3 separate regions of the Sus scrofa genome follow, and regions 1 and 3 are each linked to region 2. Evidence: chromatin contacts called from public Hi-C and HiChIP or PLAC-seq data. All regions are on one chromosome and are shown on one strand. The core of a region is the stretch at or near the end of the contact, and the rest is flanking DNA. Distances in the headings are between cores, read along the strand shown.

Region 1 (4,872 bases), core at 1,692-4,191, 340 kb before region 2:
AAGGGAGGCTGAAGGAGCCTGCACGCCCTGTCCCTGGTTACAGGAGAGGAAGAGAGCCCTGTGTTGCTGTAGAGGAAGCAGCCGATTTCCTGGCTTATCAAGTAGAAGGCTTGCCCACATTTCCACACACGTGTAACTCACACAGAGGCTAGATCCTGTAGTACTGGTGATTACAATGAGGAATACAAATTAACGAGAAATCCAAGCCTTTTTGGCATTTGTGGACAATGGGAAACAGAAGAACTTCAGAAGAACTCAGCACCCCAAGTGATGCAACAGGAAAGCTGAAGAAGTTTCTGAAACACTGAGGTTCTTGAGGAAAATCTAAATGAAGATCCAAAACTTCAGTAGGTAAATACACTTTATCAAACAGATAATGCTACACTCAAAAATCAGGAATCAAATGTGGATATGCACTCCTCCAGGTACTGAGGGCATCAGGTAAACACACCTCAGATACCCAACCCAGGAGCCAATCAATCCAGAGGCAAGATGGAAAGATTTGACTTCAGGGTTGTTCAGTGTCAAGAGACATTCTCAAAGACCGTTATCCTGGAAGGGCAGGTTTAGAAACAGTTCCTGAACTTGGTGAATATGAAATATATACTACGGTTACTCTGCAAGTAAAGCAGAGAAAAGAAATGAATTTACTGGGTTCCAGATTAGAAGGGTGAGAAGTAACAGTTCACCGAATAAACCAAGGCAAAGATTTAAAATTATCATATTTCAAATTTCAATTTCTACTCAAAACCCAGCATCCACTACTTCCCAAAAGAGGTATCACTTCTTCACAAAGTCAACATATTCATAGAAAAATTAATTGCTACCACCTACATCACATAGTTGGTCAAAACGAAGAAATTATAAGGAACATTTTTTACTTGACTAATTTTACACTCATCATCTGACAGTTGGTCCTATCTATTTATTTATTTTTTGTTTTTTTAGGGCCACACCTGCAGCATGTGGAGGTTCCCAGGCTAGGGGTCGAATCAGAGCTGTAGCCGCTGGCCTACACCACAGCCACAGCAACCAGGATCTGAGCCATGTATTCGACCTACACCACAGCTCACGGCAACACCAGATCCTTAACCCACTGAGGAGGCCAGGGATCGAACCCGCAACCTCATGGTTCATAGTCAGATTCCTTTCCTCTGCGTCACGACAGGAACTCGGATACTTGAATAATTTAACTGAAAACCTCATACTCGGAGAACTCAGTCTCGCCAAGGTCTTTTTACTAAGAAATCATGCTGATATTCATCTGATAGGATTAACTAAAGAAGCTGACAAATTCTCCACAAGCCAGGAAGTGAATCAACATGAAGGAAATAGCACATGAATTAATCTGTGTGAACATTTACACAGAGGAAACATTAAGATTGCTGTCTTATGCCCATGAGTTCCTTGTTCACTGTACTGACGCCAAAATTCCACGTGTCCTTTTTGTCACTACAAGGTATTTCAATCTAATAGCCTAAACAGTGAATTAAACACATAAGCTATTTAACTTCCGGTGTCTATGTGTTTTTACATTTTTAGCATCAGGTTACTTAGTATATTAAAACATCATTTGGTATCACATTGACCAAGGAATCTGGTAAGTAATGCTTGCCATGTATGGCAAGGCCTGAACTCACAGCAAAGATAAAAATGTAATTATTAGTAGATCAGATAATACAATTACAGACATACCTCAGAGATACTTCAGGTTCAGTTTTCCACATCAATGCAATGATGTGACTACCACAATAAAGTGACTCAGTTTTTGGTTTTTCAGTGCATATAAAAGTTATGTTTACACTATACCGTAGTCTATTAAGTGTGCCATGGCATTATGTCTAAAAAACAATTATACATTAAAGAAAACAGCATTAATTTAAAAATAATGCTGACGGAAAAATGGTACCAACAGACCTGATTGACACATGGTTGTCACAAACCTTCAATTTGTAAAAAATGCAATATGTGCAAAGTGCAATAAAGTGTAACAAGGTGTGCCTGTATATAGTAAGATTTAGAATGTTGATTACAGAAAAAGGGACACTTGAACAGGATTCTGGAGGATAAATGAATCAGGTTGGAGGTGGAGTGGAAACGCACTGAAGAAAAGGAAGCTGGGAAGCAGTTCACCGAGGCTGGAATAAAGGATATTACTGGAGGGCTGAGAAGTGCAGCGACAACAGGATGGATTAACAGGATGAATGCCCTTGCTGGACATTCTAAGCTAAAGAGTCTGAATTAACTTCCTCTAGAGAGTGCATTCGTTTCTCCAGGGAGCCTGCCCTGACGACAAGGGGGACAGACGCCTAGCGCCCCTGCTGCAGCAGCCTCCAATCCAAACAGGCTCCGCGCCACAGTTACTGTTTACACGTCTGTCTACCCCGGACACTGGGCTCGTCTACGTCAGTATCTAGTCTCCCTCAGGACCGTCTCCCAGCGCGGGACCGGCGGGAGGAGCTCCTTACATGTCTGTCGAAGGCCGGTGGACGAAGCGACTCTCCCGGCGACCTCTAAGGTCCCTACGATTCTGAGAGTCTGGGGTTCCAGAGTCACTGGCAGTATTAAAATGTCCTCTATGGGGGTGGGGCGGGAATGCCGGCGAGTCCCCGAGGGTTGCGGGCCTACGTCCACGACCCTCGCGCACTGCCTCCGAAGCGCGCGCCGCAGTCCCGGAGTGCGGCCCTCCCCGCCGAGACCCAGGAACCAGCCTGAGTCAATGCTCCCGGCCCAGCTCCAGCCAGGCCCCCAGGCGACGGCCTCACCTGGACAAGACCTCTAGGTCTTCCAGCGCAGAAAGCAGCCGCTCGCGAGTGCTGTTGCCGCTCGCCGCTCCCAAACCGCCGCCGCCCGACCGCTCCTTCTCCTTCTCGCCGCTCGAAGACGCCGCCATCCTCCCGACACACTAACAGCCGGCGCGTGCGCAGCTGCGCTCTAAGGAAGAGTGTCGGTCCGCGGGCGGAAGGAAGGGTCACAGAGGCGAGGTAGAGAGCCTGGGCCAGAGCGCCCCCTGCGCGCCTGGAGGTGTCTTGCAGGCGCCGGCGCCATCTGCTGGGCTAGTGAGGGCTTCTTGGGTCCAACCCGCGAGCGAGGGCCAAACCCAGAACTGGGGGCCCAACGCGGTCAGGTTTCCAGCACCTTAGCTTATTCAAGCAGCTGCTCAGTGGAGTTTGTTTGTTTGTTTTTTCCTTTTTTTTGGCCGCCTCGCGGGCATACGGAGTTCCTGGGCCAAGGATCAAATCCCAGATACATTTGTGACCTACCAATCGCTGGATCCTTTAACCCACTGTGCCAGCTGGGGATCAAACCCGCGTCCCAGTGCTGCAGAGATGCCCCTAATAGTGTTGGGCTGTGCCACAGTGGGAACTCCTGCTCAAGGGCATTTGTGGGAATTACATAATGGCCTGCATCTTGTGTCAGTGTCTTTGAGCAATGGGCCGGGGACCTACCGGATTTATCGCTGTTTAGTCTGCGTTCCCATAATGCTATTTCCACCCTCTGTTCGGGCTCTCAGGGAGGCTGTGAGCTCTTTAGGACAGGAAATGTAATCCTTATTTTCTTTAATTTTTTTTTTCTGTGGTCACATGCATTCAGCATAAAATTACTGTGTTAATGGTGTGTAAGTGTACAATTCACTGGAATTAGGTATATTCATATTGTTGTGCTACCAACACCAGCATCCTCTGGCCTTTCTGTAGTCACACCCCTTCATTCATTCGGCTCCAGTCATTCTGGTTCTCAAGCACCAGGACGCTCCTGCCTTAGGGCATTGGCACTGCTGTTCTCCCTGCCTTCATGGGTTGCCCCCCAGAAAGTCACAAGGCCATCTGCTCTTGGGACACAAACTGCACTTTCTTCGGGACCCCCACCCTGGCCACCTTGTTTACAACTGCCGTCTCACCTCCACCTTCCGCCACCTTTACCCAGCTCTTCATTTTTTCCTACAGCATTTGTCATCTTCTAACATTTCACCTAAGTCAGTTGATGTGTGCTCTGCTAATTGTCTCCTCCACTAGGATATAAACTCCATGAGGGCAGAGTCTCTTGGAACTTCTCAAAGACCTAGCCCCAGTCTCAGAATACTGTCTGAAACACGGTGAGTCCCAATAACTATTATTGGATTTGTTGTTGACAGAGGTGCTGAAATCATCAGAAACTGAAAACAAACTGTAGTTATCTATAGTTTTGCCTCTAATTGGTAAAATCTTATTTTCAATGATTTCTGTCCATAGTCTCCTGAAGATTCTTTTTTTTTTTTTTCTTTGCTTTTTAGGGCCGCACCCATGGCATATGGAGGCTCCCAGGCTAGGGGTCCAATTGGTAACTGCCAGCCTATACCACATCAGATTCGAGCTGCGTCTGCCACCTACACATCATCTCACGACAACACCAGATTCTTAACCCACTGAGCAAGGCCAGGGATCAAACCTGCAACCTCATGGTTCCTAGTTGGATTCATTTCTGCTGCACCATGACAGGAACTCCCTCCCAAAGATTCTTAAAAGCAACTTCAAATATTTATGGCATCTTCAACCAAAAAATGGAATATTCAGGAGTTCCCATGGTGGCTCAGTGGTTGACGAATCCGACTAGGAACCATGAGGTTGCGGGTTCGATCCCTGGCCTCGCTCAGTGGGTTAAGGATCTGGCATTGCCATGAGCTGTGGTGTAGGTGGCAGATGCGGTTTGGATCCCACGTTGCTGTGGCTCTGGCATAGGCTGGCGGCTACAGCTCCGATTCGACCCCGAGCCTGGGAACCTCCATATGCCGCGGGAGCGGCCCAAGAAAAATGGCAAAAAGAAAAAAAAAAAAAAAAAAAAAAAAAGGAATATTCAGCAGTGCAGTAGTGGGCATTGGCCCTGGTACCTTAT
Region 2 (4,250 bases), core at 1,394-3,893:
GATCTTTGCGTGGTTTTATAAGTATTTCCTTTTTCTTCCAAAGACACATGGAATTTGTTGCTGTAACGTTTCCACTTGGTTCTTCAACAAGAAGGTATTTTCGTTTTCTAGTCTTCAGAAAAATCCGTGATTCCAAGGCTCAGTTTAAAAAACGCAGTCAGTGAAGCCAACCCATTGGATTATACATTTGAAGTAAAAGCTGAGTTCAGAGACAGAATAAAACGATTGGTCTGGTAAACTTCTGTTTCAGAAGTCAAGATGAGTATTCTGAAATGAAAGTTTCTTTATACTCCAGAATGTTTAAGCTAAAGTTAGCAATTTTGTTTTGCTTTCCAGTGCAGAGTTTCAGAGACGTAAACATTCCCAGTTCGGTCTCATTTACTTCTTGCTCCTTTTAAATGAAGTTTTCCGTATTCCTACATTGGATGCCAGATGGCGGTAGGCAGAGGAGTCTTTGAAAGGTTCCAAATAGATTCCTCAGCGTGTTAGCTCTTGCTGAATCGAGGCCTTTTCCTCTGTAACCAGCTGTATTGTGAGACGGACTTTCTCTGAGGAGAAAAAGAAAGGCTTGCTGGATTTGTAGTATGACATCACAGGAAGAAGAGGCTGGGCTTGGACAAAGAAAGGTTTCAGCCCAGTTTGTTTGCAGTTCCTTTAATCTGATAATGTGTCTGCTGGGAATATACCTAGGAGGCTTGCAAAGGCCACTGACTGTTTAGCTGAGCCGTCTGCCCATTAACTCTTTTTTTGCAGAAACGCATTCTGGAATGTTGACCATTTCTCAGGGAGTTTGCTTTTCTTTCCTTTCTTTTTTATTCTTTCTCTCTTTTTGGTAGTAGTTGAGAGAGGAAAAAAATCAGTATGTGTTTAGGATAGGACTTTTTTAAAACTGAAATTTGTAGGTGTACTTCTAAATTGAAATTGTTGGTGATATCTTAATATAGCATTAAAAAGAAACTGTTTAATGACTGTAAAAGAGAGAAATTTAGTTATAAAAAGGATTTGAGTTGAGAGACCAAATTTTGCACTCTTGGCTTCTGTTTTCCACAGTTGCTCCTCAAGATTTAATTTGTTTTAATTGCCATGATTGTGTGTGGCTCCAATCCTGGATCTCTTCACTTTTCGATTAACAATTTTCTAACATCCTTTCCTCGTTCTCATAAAATTAAATTAAAATTTTATAGCACTTTTAATTTTTTAATTACCACTTTTACCAAAGAATAAATTTGAAAATGTTTATGTTTGGCATAGTTTTAATTTTACAGAATGAAATTGTATCTTTTTAAACAAAATATTTTCCCCTAAATTGATTGAAATAAATTTTGTAAAATAAAAGTTACACTACTTGGCTAAATTTTAGGTTCCTGATTTTAATTCCCCCCGCCCTCACCTACTCCTCCTAATAATTTGACATTAATTATATATTGGAATGTAGGTCAGATTTTGTTTTCATTTAAAAGCTCATGTGAGTGGTTTCTCTGTGTTTAAAGTAGACTCATTTTTTAAAGCCCAAAGAAATTAGAAGGAAGTATGTGTGAGAAAGGGGTAGTTGAATGTAGATAGTATTTCCTCAAGGATTATGTTTTTTCTTATTCTAAATTACCATTTTTTTCAGAAAAGACTATAGTTTGGTTTAATGTTACTATTTTCTAGCTTGGTTCCATTTGAGCTGAAACTATTCCTTGCAGGTATCAATTAAGGAAATTTGGTGAATTTAAGAGCACTTTATTTTTCTTTCTCAGTTACTTAACTAATTTAAAACTGATATTTTAGGAGTTCCCATCATGGTGCAGTGGAAACGAATCTGACTAGGAACCATGAGGTTGCAAGTTTGGTCCCTGGCCTCATCTGTGACCTATACCACAGCTCATGGCAATGCCAGATCCTTAACCTACTGAGCAAGGCCAGAGATCCAACTGCATCCTCATGGATACTAGTCAGATTGTTTTCTGCTAAGCCATGACAGGAACTCCTCTGTTTTTTTTTTTCGAATTGGTTATTTCTAGCCTTGATGATAGTATCAGTTTTATTTTGTCCCTTCTTTATTCTCTCTGCTGTCTTTTTACTAACCCTGTCACTTTTATCTATGTGGTGGTTATAGTATCTTGTCTTATTTCTGGTCCTACCCTCTTTCAATTTCCCCTGCCAGACAGTCACAAATCAAGTCACAAATGATCAACTAAGTATTTATTTATACGCTCTTGCTTCCAAAAAGAATTTAAAGCAGATTATACTTTTAAAACTGTCAAACTGATGAAACTAAATATTTAAGATTTTAGAATTTTATTATATGAAATTATACCTACATTTTAAAAGTTAAAAAGAAAGTGTGGAACAGTTAATATTTTTAGATGTGAGAAATGTGCGAGATATTATTCTAAACATTACTCATATCCATTCTAAAAATCACGCATTTTTAATGTAATACATGTTTGCAAAAAGCAAAAAATAAAAACCTGTGACGATTACACATTAAAAAAGCTTTTCCTCTACAAAAGACCTTTCCTTTCCAAAACACAAGTAAGATACCATGTCTTTTTATTATAAAATTAATCAAGGAGGAATTTTCACAACTGTAAAGTATTCTCTCATTAAAGGTTTTGATGGCCATAATTGGAGTTGTACTTAACATTGAGAATATGAGATAATGTAAAAAAAAAAAAAATTTGAATGAGAGTGTAGTGAAATAACTATGTTCACATTTAAAACAAAGTGTGGAACAGTGAAATTTTAAAATAGAAGAACAGTGTTCTGAATTTATTTTATTCATTTTGAAAGCAGCACACGTTTGCCCTGATGAGAAGTGATTCTTCAGGGTCTTTTTCCATCTCAAATTTATAGCTATGGACGTTCCCATCGTGGCGCAGTGGGAACAAATCTGACTAGGAACCATGAGGTTGTGGGTTCGATCCCTGGCCTCGCTCAGTGGGTTAAGGATCCGGCGTTGCTGTGAGCTGTGTGTAGGTCGCAGACACGGTTGGGATCTGACATTGCTGTGGCTCTGGTGTAGGCTGGCAGCAATAGCTCTAATTAGACCCCTAGCCTGGGAACCTCCATATGCCATGGGTGCAGCCCTATAAAGACAAAAGACCAAAAAAAAAAAAAAAAAAAAAAATTACAGCTATGAAAAAAGCCGGAGTTGGAGTTCTCTTGTGGTGCAGTGGATTAAGGATGTAGCATTGTCACTGCAGCAGCTTGGGTCACTGCTTGGGTGTGGCTTTGATCCCTGCCCCTGGGAACTTCCACACATCATGGATGTGGCAAAAAAAAAAAAAGCCAAAATCTTCTCGTTTTAGATTCTTCTGAAGCCTGTTACAGTAATTTTTTTCTTTTAAAAAATTATTTTTTTATTTATGTATAGTTGATTTACAGTGCTGTATGATAAATTTTCTATTTAAGTTTAGAAACAAAACTTTCTCAGTTTGAGAATAGAACATGTATAATTTATATTGATAGAATATATTTATTTTATGTCCAAATATCTTTTAACCTAATAGGAAAATTTATTAAATTGTAGACAAATTTAGTATTACTAAATGGGGATCATTACCGTTCTGTCATTACCTAAAAGTGATTTACCTTTTTGTCATTACTGCAAATGCAACTCTTTACTAGAGCCTGAGTTCGGGGGGTTGAACCAGCTGGTGGGGTTGGGTGGGAGTAGAAGAAGAAAGATTTCAAAGGTAATGTATGATGATTTATAGCAAAGTAAAAGCAGACAAGAATGGTGATTGAAGCAGCTTCAAGCAAAGAGGTAAAGGAAGTGCAGAGGAGCAGGAAGGCTGTGGTGGTGTAAGACCTAGAACTTGAGGGAGGGTATTCATCACTTCCAGCACTTCCCTTGTCCCTTCCTCCTTTTTTCCTGTCTCTGCCTGCTTCCTGCTCCTTCATCTGCCCCTCTTAAAATCTTACTTCATTTTTGTGTGGAGGAGACCTCCCAATCTCATCAGTTCCTTTTTTGTACTTCTTCAGACCTTGTTAAAATGTCTGGCTTTTAGGACATACAATCCGGTTAGGAGTAGAAAACAAAGAAATAATTGCAGTGTAGAGTGTAACAGTAGATGTTTGTACAACATGGAGATAAGGGCCTCCAGAGGAGATAATGTCTAGAGAAAGCTAGCCTTTAAAGCTGGATCAAAGTTTGGAATTTCTAATCTTGAGGGCGAAAGCCATGCCTGGTAATAATGTCTTAGTATAGTCCCATTAATATAGTCAGTCAGGCCTTTACCAGAAACACAGAAAATGACTTG
Region 3 (4,691 bases), core at 2,101-4,600, 460 kb after region 2:
GTAGTAACTGGTGTACCTTGAAATCAACTGCCTTCACCTGCCTTTCCTCTTCCAGACTTGCACAAGTTCCCCATCCAAAGAGAAGAGCAATAGCAATTCATGTTCTCTCTGCTCTGTTCTGAGTTACAACTCCCAGTGTTGCTCAGAGAATTCAGCCAGCACAAGCCTCCTATCTTAATCTGCTGCCCTAGCTCTCTTCCTCATCAAACTGTCTAAAAAACAAGTTTCCACTCGCTGTTTGATTTTTTTCATCTCTTTCTCTTCAACCCATTGTAACTTGTCAAAGGCTGTGAAAGGTCTGAGATTTTATGCTTCTTGCAAGCAAATAACTTAGCCTGCTACAGTTTCTTGCATGCTAGCAGAAGACCCAAGTCTTCTAGGTCAAAGGACTGTATTACATATGGCACAGTAAGCAGTGCCAGCTTCATGTTCATAGCAGTTCCCTTGTCTCCTGGGTCTCACCAGTGGCAACATGGAGTAACTCAGGTGATGCTGCATAATGGTTAGTTTGCATCACAGCTGAGGAACCTCAAGGTTAGGAAACCACTCTTCTATAATGGGCTACAAGCAAATCTGCTCAACCTTCTCCACGCAAGGAGACATTATCATACTGGATGGTACAAATGTGCCTTCTACTCTGGTGGGTAACTCTATCTCTGTCTCCTAAGTTTATCTAATGTACGTTTAGGACAAGATGGTTTAGAACAAAAGCTGCTGGTACCTCTGCTTACTAGATGTATTGAAATATGACAGCTCCATGAAGAATTGTCTCCCAACATATTCCTGTATCTTGTCCTACTAATCATACAGAAAATTTCTCTCTCAAAAGTAACCAGTAATCTCCTAACTGCATGATTCAACAACTTTCTAGAATGTTGGAAGGAACCTCAAAGAACAACATTCAGTCATTTAAGAAATATTTATTGGGCAGCTACTAAATGTCAGGCACTGTGGAAGCAAAAATGGGCGCAGTCCTTCTCTTTATGAAGGGAACCACAGATGCACACATACCTAAATGTTACAAGAGGTAGTAAGTCACAGAGGGAAAGGGGCATGGCAGTAGGAGAGTTGACATCAATAAGGGATCTTGAACTTGTCTACAAAGTCGGAAATGTTTTTTCTTACTCAAGTTAAAAGGGAGGAGAAGAATATCATATGCAGAGAGACTGTGGCTATTGGGATCATAGCACATTTGAGAAAATAAAAGAAGGCCAGGAAGTCTTCCACACAGGACACCAGGAGAGAGTGGCGAGAGATCAGACTGGAAAAGGCGCAAGACCTGACATGTTTTGGTAGGACAGCTTAAGAATGCTAGTCTTAACTTAGAGCAGGGAGACACTATTTAAGGGTATTTTCTGGTGTGTGTGTGTGTGTGTGTGTGTGTGTGTGTGTGTGTGTGTGAGATATGGCATAGTCTTACTTGCCCTTAGAAAGATTGTTTCAGCTGCAAAATGGAGAATACGTGGAAGGTTCAGATTGCATGCAGTGAGACCAAATTAAATTGATGGCTATTGGAAAGAAGTGGACCAACTTGAGAGATTTGTGAAGACAAAATCGCTAGGACTTGGTGCTGCAATGAATATGGTGAATGAGGGTGAAGGAGACATCAGGGATAACTACTACCTGTTTGATTTTAACAGCTGCATAGATGGGGGAAGGAAAACAAAGAGAGTTTATGAACTAAGTTGGACTTAACTTTCTAACTTTGAGACTTTAAGTGAACATGTCTATGAAGTTGTTGGTATCAGATTTGGGATTTAGGGTAAGGGTCTAGGCTAGAGACACATACATGGAAATCATCAAAATATAGATGATAACTAAAGCCATTGGGGTGGGTGATGATGTTTAGGCCAAGAGATTACAATGAAAACAGAAAAGAAACTAGACTGAATTGTGAGTTCTATATTTAATAGCCAGAGAGGAGAAGGAATCGGCAAGGGAATTAGAGAAGCAGTACTGAGAGGGCATAGTGCCAAAGGAAGAAGAATCATTCAAGGAAATAAGTGGTTAAAGTGTTGGGTATTATCAAGAGCTCAAGAAAAGTAAGGATTGAAAAGAACCCTTATTTTATTGGTAAGAAAAATGAAGCTCTGAGAAGTGACTTGTTCAAAGTCAATGTAAATTCTTGTCCCTCTTTGGATTCCCAGAGAATTCATACTGGTGCCCTTGTGAAGGTTATTTATGTGTGTGATTCATTCTCTCCACAGAACATAAATTCCCCAGTTCTTGCTTGACTCAACCTTACAGTATTGCACATTGTTGACTAATCTAGGTCTACTTCAATGATATTCTTGAATTGTCTTAGTCTCTTTCAAAAAAGCTGTTTTTTTCTTGTTGTGCTTATATGTATAAGCCCAAAATATAATTTTTTTAGAAAAATGCCATTTCTTAGTCCTACTTATCCCCAAAGGAATCAAAATCTTGAGGGCTGGATTGCAAGATTCTATCTTTATTAAAAGCAGCCAAGTCAGAAATTTTGAAAATGATCAGCTCAGGGTCAAGTTTGGAAACCAATAGCTTAATCTCTAACCAAAGAGAGCTGGGGCAGCAATATGGAAAAGCCACCCAACTCACCCACATTCTGATAAATCTTCATATTTTAAAACAGTATATGGTTATGCTTCAATTACTCAGGGATCAGCTTTCCAGGAATTTTGTCTGGAAGAGGGCCAGATCTGGAAGTTAAGAAAAGGAAACACCTCTGCAAGGAAAAGAACTTTTGAAAGTGAACAGCAAAGAAAATATCTCTAGGTACCACTTGGTATATAGAATCACCATCCTATTTACTCTTGGGAAGAAAAGAAATCTCTCATTGGCTGGCTGTGGATATAAACATCTGATCAATTATCACCCAGAGCCATAGAGAAAAGCAGTCAAGAAAGGAGAAAAGAGTAAAAAACAAACAGTAAAGTTGAAAGGATGAGAGGAAGGTTATGAGTGGATCAAGAGGCAATTGAGATGAGAAGCAGCGACAGATATTAGAAAAGGTGATGAGAACATTCCAAAGAGAAAAAAGAGATTACCTAAGTAAAGATCTCGATACCTCCGCAATCCCTTGGGACTTAAACATAGGGCCAAGGTATCGCGTTTGACCGTTTGACCGTCACTCATCAACAAAGGATTTCATTAACCATTGTATTTCTTAAGATAAGGAATATGCGCATTTTAAAAGGATTTCTGTGAAAAGGTGAAAATAAAAGCACTGCTGTTTTTAAAGGCAGCGCAATTAATGAACTGAAATAAAGCCAGAGCAAGGAGCCTGGTTACATCGGTCAATTGTTTTTGAAGGGACAGTTCCTGAAGTTGGACTCTCGATCCCAAGGCCTATCCCCATCCCAAGTCCTCCAAGTGGAAACCGCAAAAGGAAGCAGCCCTGACCAGCCCTCAGACATTATTGCAGCGCCCCCAGTTGCTGGAGGTGCAAGGAAATCTCGGCTGCGTTCACTTGTTAATCTTCGGGCTGTTGTACAAACGAAGGTAATGGGTTTCCGCGCGATTTGAGTGGGGACGAGACCGAGAAATTAACCCTCACTTTTTCAACTGAAGTAAATTTCTAAACATTTCCTCTGGCTGCGGAGATCTCGGGCTCTAAGTGTTTGGGATTGAAAACATCCAAGCCCACTTCGGTTGGCTTCCTGTTCCTTGGGGGAGTGTCTTTAAAAGCACCTGCCGGCGTTAAGTTTTGTGCTTTCGGAAAGAGGCTGACCCGGCGCGCCTCAGGGTGAGCTTTTTATAATTGTGACTGAGAATTGTGTGAGTGGTCCCCAGAACATCAATTAACTCATTTCCCCAGTGTCGCTCCCAGCCTGGCCGCGGCGGAGACTACGACGACCCGGGCGCTGCCGGGCCTCTGGAGAGAGCCCGGAGCCCCGGGAGCGCGGTGGGCGCTGCGGCAGCAGTGAGGGGTACGCGGTCGTCCCGCACCCGCGGCTCCGCGGCGTCCTCGCGCTCCCGGGAGAGACCCGCGGGGCGGCCGGCCTGAGGCGGGCACCGGGGGGACCCGGCCGGCTGGAGGCGCCGTCGGCGGGACTCGCGCAGCCGCACTCGGCGCGCAGACTCCGGGCTCCTCCTCCCGGCTCCGTAGTAAGCATGGCGGCGGCGGCGTTCGTGGTCCCTCGGGTGAAACAGAAAGCGGGAGCTACGCGGAGAGGGAGCGAAGAGCGGGGCTGAGGCGGCGCCGTCACTGCCGGGAAACCACCCCAACAGTCAGTGCGCCGGCGGCCGCGGCGGCGCCGAGAGCTGGCTCTGCTGCTGAGGTAGAGCGAGAACGATCAGGAACCCGAAGAAGAGGCGCCGGGGTAGCCGCCTTCCTCCGCCTCAGAGCGGCTGGACTCGGAGGTGAGAGCGCGGGCGCTCCCTTCGGGAAAGGCGGGGGAGACCACGCCGTCCCGGCTCCGGTCCGGGTCCGGGTTCCGTCCCGCCCCGGAGCAGGCACCTGGGAAACCGTTAGGCTGGATCTGAGCGGCCGGGACGCCGAGCGGGGCTCGGGCCCGTCGAGGGGCCCGGCCCACCCCGTCCTGTGGGCGCGCGCTGGGCCGACGGGAGTGGGCCGCGGGCGAGACTCGTCCGCTCGTGGGGCACCTGCCGGGTCCGAGTCTCGCCGGGAGGCGCTCGCGGGGGCGCGGCTGCGGCCCGGCCACCAGCCCGAGGAGGCGGCGCAGGGGCGCGGGCGGCCCTCCCTCGGCCCTCCC

The links. A called contact is a pair of places that touch in the nucleus more often than the background predicts. HiChIP or PLAC-seq counts read pairs in DNA pulled down with a chosen protein or histone mark.
Region 1: a contact with region 2 is called in an H3K27ac HiChIP or PLAC-seq map of alveolar macrophages. The contact joins the promoter of MED4 here to the promoter of LPAR6 in region 2. A contact is called at or near these places in 1 of 5 promoter capture datasets (fetal liver), 1 of 47 Hi-C or Micro-C datasets (embryonic fibroblasts) and 1 of 2 datasets of contacts at active chromatin or transcription factors (alveolar macrophages).
Region 3: a contact with region 2 is called in a Hi-C map of liver, with 4 times the contacts expected there. The contact joins the promoter of FNDC3A here to the promoter of LPAR6 in region 2. A contact is called at or near these places in 1 of 5 promoter capture datasets (liver) and 4 of 47 Hi-C or Micro-C datasets (embryonic fibroblasts, heart right ventricle and liver).

What each region holds. Positions count from the first base shown.
Region 1 is chr11:19,549,927-19,554,798 of Sscrofa11.1, reverse strand. It overlaps MED4 (mediator of RNA polymerase II transcription subunit 4), which reads right to left and starts at 2,941. Exons shown (of 7, transcript XM_013978727.2): 1 at 2,766-2,941. The coding sequence starts at 2,893. It overlaps LOC110255811 (a long non-coding RNA gene), which reads right to left. Exons shown (of 3, transcript XR_002336671.1): 3 at 4,833-4,872.
Region 2 is chr11:19,214,698-19,218,947 of Sscrofa11.1, reverse strand. It overlaps LPAR6 (lysophosphatidic acid receptor 6), which reads right to left and starts at 2,643. Exons shown (of 1, transcript XM_003482887.4): 1 at 1-2,643. The region is part of intron 17 of RB1 (RB transcriptional corepressor 1); the gene reads left to right.
Region 3 is chr11:18,756,401-18,761,091 of Sscrofa11.1, reverse strand. FNDC3A (fibronectin type-III domain-containing protein 3A) reads left to right here and starts at 3,350. Exons shown (of 26, transcript XM_021065328.1): 1 at 3,350-3,477.